2 separate regions of the Pan troglodytes genome follow, and region 2 is linked to region 1. A link is a contact called in public Hi-C data. All regions are on one chromosome and are shown on one strand. Each heading gives the region's core, a stretch centred on a gene start, on an enhancer-like site or on the middle of the called end of the contact. The rest is flanking DNA. Distances are from core to core; before and after follow the strand shown. Region 1 has its middle 73 kb from the start of SLC16A1. Region 2 holds the start of TAFA3 (TAFA chemokine like family member 3).

Region 1 (3,036 bases), core at 65-2,564:
TAGCTTGAATCATTTCCCACAGCATCTCAATAGCTGGGTAAATCAAGTCTCCCTAGTGGAATCTTAGATGATAGGTGAGGAGGGTGGTTTTGGGGCAGCGGATCCAGGCTACTGTTTCTGAAATCACTGCTCATGAGCAGCTCCCTATTCTTCTAGCTGAGGTCATCTCAGCTGACCATGCCCTGAGGGGTCGTAGCCAGAGTCCTGGTGAAAGTTGTCTGCTCCTCCACCCCTTCTTCTCTGCCCTCTTCTGATCAAGAGCCTAGGCTGGGGGGTGGCACACAGTGGGGGTGAGTAGGGGAGTGGAATCCTGGGTCAGAGGCTCTCACTTTTATTATAACAAGAAGTTCCAAGAGATACCAACTCATTCCCATTCGCACCATGCAGGGGCTCTAATTAAATTTTTCTTTTTTCTAATTTCCATGTGTCAGACAAAATTACAACAAATTTAGTTATAGATTGAATTGGCTTTTATTAGCAATTCGTGAATCAGGGAACACCTCATTCTACAAAATAGAATGAATGTTCTGATGAGCTGAGCAGAGGAGATTGGCTTCATAGTATGAAAAGGGCTGAGGAAAGCAGAAACAAAGAACAAAAAGCAGATTGGTTGTTCCTGACTTACTTTCCTTATGAAGGTTAAAGCAAAGGGAACTTCTTCATGATGCCAGCTGAAACTGACGTGTTTGGGGATCTGGCTATTACCTCTCCTGATTTCTTGCAAGGACAGATAGGTAATTTAGTGTTGACTTGGTGGTGTGGAACTTCAACATGAGTAATTCCACTTTGGTTTGGTCTGTTGGGCCTACTGCAGGAGCTCAGGCCAAACCAATGGCCTCCTATAAATTTTATTTAACACGTGAAGGTAGTTCACATTCCCTACCCACATTGTTTACCTGTGGGCAAACAACGAATTAATGCTCTGTTGATTATTGGATCTGATGGAGATCAGAACTGTAATTTGCTTGGGAGCTTGGGTTTTCTTTTTTTCCATTTTCTTCCACTTTCTAAAAGAAGCAGCTTCAGAGTAGGGAGGGAGAAAAGAAGAAAGGAAGCCCATGTTTAGTGAACATCTGCGAAGTGCAGCAGGCTTCTTTGTCAGGGCTCTCGGGACATCCTTACAACAATGTGAACAAGTCTTGTTACTCTCATCTTTACTGAGGGAGGCCAGTTGGAAGTAATGAGAGTGGAGCCCTGACATGCAGGGGGTGGGCAGCCTGGAGGAGGGATGTCTGGATGCCCAAGGGGAGCCGGGATCCTGCCAAGAGGCTGCAGGGCCGCTCTGGCCACAAGAGGGCACCCCACATTGCCATATCTGGGCTGAGGGTGGTGGAATGAAGACCACAAAGAGGCCTTCTAGGGAGTGACCGTCCTGTGTACCCATACACTGGTCCCTCTCTCCAGGTTTCTTTCTTTCCTTTCTTTCTTTCTTTCTCTTTCTTTCTTTCTTTTTTCTTTCTCTCTCTCTCTTTCTCTCTTTCTCTCTTCTCTCCTCTCTTCCTCTCTTCTGTCTTCTCTCCTCTCTCTCTCTCTCTCTCCTCTCTCCTCTCTCTCTCTCTCTCTCTTTCTTTGAGACAGTATTTCGCTCTTGTTGCCCAGGCTGGAGTGCAATGGCGTGATCTCGGCTCACTGAAACCTCCACCTCCCGGGTTCAAGTGATTCTCCTGCCTTAGCCTCTCGAGTAGCTGGGATTACAGGCATGCGCCACCACGCCTGGTTAATTTTCTGCTTTTAGTAGAGACGGGGTTTCTCCATGTTGGTCAGGCTGGTCTCAAACTCCTGACCTCAGATGATCCACCCGCCTCGGCCTCCCAAAGTGCTGGGATTACAGACGTAAGCCACTGCACCCCAGCCTCTCCAGGTTTCTTGAAGAAGGTAAGCATGAGATTCCTCTGGCAACTAGAAACACAGCTGGCTTTCAGGCCCTGCAGAACGCATGTCTCTGTAACTCAGGGCTGTCTGTGTCAGAGGAGGGAGGATATTTGTTGTCGATTAGGGCGTGTGCAGTCTGTGCGTGCTGTGTTGGGAGTGACTGTATATAAGCGTGTGGGTGTAAGTGTGTGAGTTTCTCCAGGATTCTAGTGGAGTATGGGAGGGGGTGGCAGGGAAGGGCCTGTTCCTGGTTCCAGAGAGCTGGAGCTGCTGCTAAAAGGAGGGAACCTGAAGCAAGATCCAGCTCAGTGCTCTTTCAGGTCTGGGGCTGAAACCTGTCTTGTTTCCCCATCAGAGGCAGTCCCAGGCCTGAAAGAGGAGAGATGGACCTTTGCCTTGCTGCTGGTGGTGGTGGGCAACTCCTCCTACCCTGGTCCAGCAGGACTGCATATTGGGGGCTTCTCAAAGGGCCTGCCAAGCTCCAAGCCTTCCAGTGATGCCTCTTTGCCTAGCAAAGGTTAGGACCCACAGCAGTGGCCAAGCCCTGGAGCCTGTTCAGTCTTGCCAGGAGGACCTGGTGTCACCAAGATTTGCCTGGGGGCACAGCCGCAGTCTTGTGACCCAAGAAATACCACTGGTCTCAGTTTAGACCAGAACTTTTTTTCCCCTGAAAGCTTTGTGGGGGCAGTGGCAGGGAGCCCAGGCTTAGGGGTGGGAGGGGCAGTTGCCATGAGCCTAGAGGCTTCTCCCCACTCTCACCACGGTCATCAGACAGCTGCTTCACATGAATAAGCTCTGCAGGCTGTACCCTGGCCTGGTGTCTCAGCCGGGGATTTGGAGGCATTAGGGTTGGTGGAAATTAAATCTAGAGTGGGAGCCTCAGGCCAGTAGGCTGACGCCCTGAACAGTGTCCCAGAGCAGAAGGAAGAGGAAGTCCTGAGGCTTCTCAGAGCCAAATTGGGAGGGGGAATAGCAAGCCCCAGGAGTCTCCAGATTATGAAACATGCGGGGGACAAGAGCAGGACTCTGCAGTGTGCAGGAGACCCCTAGCTGGGGACGGGGAAGACAAAAAAAGATCCACTGGAGCCACGGTCTCTCACAAGGTCTTGGTTGGTTTCTCTGTCCCTGTCCAGACTTCCCCTGCAGGACCTTCCCCCCAGCAGC
Region 2 (2,973 bases), core at 243-2,742, 160 kb before region 1:
AGACTGCCCCAGAACCTGGTGAGGTCATCACCTCTACTCATCCCTGAGGCAGCGGAAAGTGAGAGAGAAAAGGGGGTGGGGTATGAAGAAGCAGACTTGTGGGATGTTTTTCTCTGTGAAGAGTGAGACTCTGCTTAGTGGCTGGCCCTGCTGGGGGAGTGTGAAGCTTGAGCCAAGGAGGGGGACTGGACAGCCTCAAGACAGGCCCCTTTATCTCAGGCCACAGTGGTGGCTCAGGGCCCAGAACTGGTCATCTTCTGCCTTGTCTCTCCCCTTCACATCACCCTAAACCCAAAGGCCTCTTAAACTAAGAGGAAAGTCCCTTCAAATTCACAGAACACCACTTCCTCTCATTTGTCTAATACATTCGCATCCAAAACAGATCTCTGTAAAGAATTATTCAGTTGCAATTAATTACATTACAATTTTTCTGATAAAGAAACTGGGTCTCAGGCCAGGAGTGGCGGCTCACACCTGTAATCCCAGCACTTTGAGAGGCCATGGTGGATGGATCAGTTGAGTCCAGGAGTTCAAGACCAGCTTGGGCAACATAGCAAAACCCTGTCTCTACAAAAAATACAGAAAATTAACCCTGGCTTGGTAGTGCACTACAGACTACCCCTATAGTCCCAGCTACTCAGGTGGCTGACATGGGAGGATCATTTGATCCCAGGAGGTGGAGATTACAATGAACCAAGATCTGGGTGACAGAGTGATGAGATCCTGTCCCCAAAAAATAAATAAATAAAAAAGAAAAGAAAAAGAATGAAAGAAAGAGAAGGAAGGAAGGAAGAAAGAAAGAGAAACAAGAAACTAGGTCTCAGAATTTGGTTCCCATGTTGGTATTCACACTTAACTTCCATAGGGACCATTCGTAGCCTACTACTGTCCTCCTGCCTAATGCCCACACCCTCATACTTCCTCTAGCCCTCCCAGCCCCTGAGAGCACCACTCCTGGGAGAGGAAGAGACATTTACTATTCCCTCCTAAATATCATTCTAGAAGAGTGCTGCTGAACAGAACTTTGTGCACTGACGGGAATGTTCTACATCTGCTCTGTCCAATACAGCAGTCCCTATCTTCGTGTGGCTATTGAGCATTTGAAATATGGTGCCTACTAATGAGGAACTGAATTTTAAGTTTTGTTTAATTAATTTAGATTTAAATTTAAATATCAACATGCCACTAGTGGCTACCGTATTGGACAATGCAGTTCTGCAATCTTCAAAGCTCAAAAACCCTGAGGGTCTAGTCAATCACTCGTCACTCCCAGCTCCTTTCCCCCCAGCACCTCCACCTCCCCTGAGCCAGGGCACTGGGGGCCACAAGACCTTCAGGGTTTTGAGGGACCTCCTCTGAGTTGCCACCACGGAGGTGTCCATCCTCACTGAACCTGCGGGGGCCGGATGTCCTCTCTCCCTTCCTCTTGCCCTCGGCCGCCAGGGGCCGCTGCGTCTCGGCTGTGCCCATCCGTTCAGCCGAGCGCCTGGCACTGTCCCGAAGGAGGCGGCGGCGCCCACGCGGGGCTGGAGGAGCGGGGGTAGCCCGGGGCGAGGCGGCGGTTGCTGCGGCGGCTGCGCGCTCCCCGGCCTGCCGGCAGGAACCTTGGAAAAAACCCGGCTGAGTTCTGCAGAGCTGGCGGGGCCGGGCCCAGAGCTCCCCTGTGCCCAGAGCCCGGCCCGCCCTGCGGATGATGCCAACCTGACCAGAACCCCGCTGTCCCGGGGGCGCAGCAACTTGGTGAAGGGGACAGGTCTCCGGACTAGACAGCACCCAAGCTGGCCGCTCCCTCCCAAAGTCTGTCTTTCGGAGTGCTGGTCCCTGGCTCAGTGGCAAGGAAGACTTCAGGGCAGCAGATCGAACCAGTGGGCACCACCGTGGACCAGGTAGGTCCCAGGTGTGGGGGCTCAGAATGTGGAGGAATGAGTAGGCGTTAGGGGGGTTTGTGGGGAGAGAAGGTGAAGAAAGGTTGAAGATTCTTGTGGTTCACATCCTCAAACCCTTGTAATGCAGGCTGCTAACTCAGCCTCACTAAACCCCTGGATTGGGATTTAGGAAAAATAGGCTAGGAAATTGAGGCAGGAGCATGGAAGTCGAAAAACACATCCCAGAAGCTTCTATGTCCAGCTGTTTCAGGGAGGGAGGGAATAGAATGCCAGGGATGAGAGCCCAAATGAACACCCCCACCCCTCTGCTCCCCACCCCACCAAGGTCTTTTGGGCTTTGGGGTTCCTAGGAGAGATGCCTGAGTTGGATTGGAGGATGTTGCAGCTCAGAGTGAAATAGGATCACCTGAGAGAAGACAAAGCTGCATTTGTGATGGTCAAAAGGAGGGTTCCTGGAGGGCAGGGAGAAGAGATCTCTACTCAGGAAAGAGGCACATCTAGAAGAGTGGGAAGCTCAGCCCAGGGAGCACACCCATCCCCTGGGAACTGGCACCTCTTCCTCTGTGTTCCTCCAGATTCCCCTTATGCTCTCGCTCCTAGGAGCTAGGACTCAGGGGTCTCTGTCCTTCCGGGGCCCCACCATCCTATATGTTTCAGTTCTGCCTCCCTTTAGAGAGGTGAGGGAAGAGAGGTTCTTAGGGAGAAATGGAAAGCTATTGGAGGCTGTGGCCTTCAAAGGCTCAGGGACCTGGAGTGTCCCCATTCTAGCCCTCTGGTGTGGGAATGGGGGCAAGGGCTGCTAAGCCAAGCCAGCTCCATGTGAGTCCAGGAAGCAGGTGCCATAGTGGGTAGGAGGTGGAAGCAAAGAGGATCAGGGCCTCAGGTATCTTTCCCACGTGCCTCTTCCAGCAGGAATCTGTCAGGTTCTGCTCCTTCCTTGACCCTCAGCTCCTTCCCAAGGCCAGAGAGATGACAGCTGTGATTCTTAGACCCCTCCCTACCATCACCCTGCTTCACTCTTGGGATAGAGAAACTCCCTCAGGCCACCCTTCTCAGGCTCACCACCCTGTGTGATCCCAGAGTCTGC

The links. A called contact is a pair of places that touch in the nucleus more often than the background predicts.
Region 2: a Hi-C map of induced pluripotent stem cells shows a contact between it and region 1, with 4 times the contacts expected there. The contact joins the promoter of TAFA3 here to the enhancer-like site in region 1. A contact is called at or near these places in 3 of 7 Hi-C or Micro-C datasets (induced pluripotent stem cells and stem cell-derived neural progenitor cells).

The regions. Positions count from the first base shown.
Region 1 is chr1:118,315,984-118,319,019 of NHGRI_mPanTro3-v2.0_pri, reverse strand. No RefSeq gene overlaps it. Among named protein-coding and RNA genes, the nearest start is that of SLC16A1, 73 kb to the right of the region's middle. Within about 2 kb of position 1,314, at least 8 of the 24 cell types and tissues checked have an H3K27ac peak or open chromatin away from gene starts, as enhancers often do. A contact at or near this core is called in induced pluripotent stem cells, where this site is marked.
Region 2 is chr1:118,471,993-118,474,965 of NHGRI_mPanTro3-v2.0_pri, reverse strand. It overlaps TAFA3 (TAFA chemokine like family member 3), which reads left to right and starts at 1,492. Exons shown (of 6, transcript XM_001155198.5): 1 at 1,492-1,886.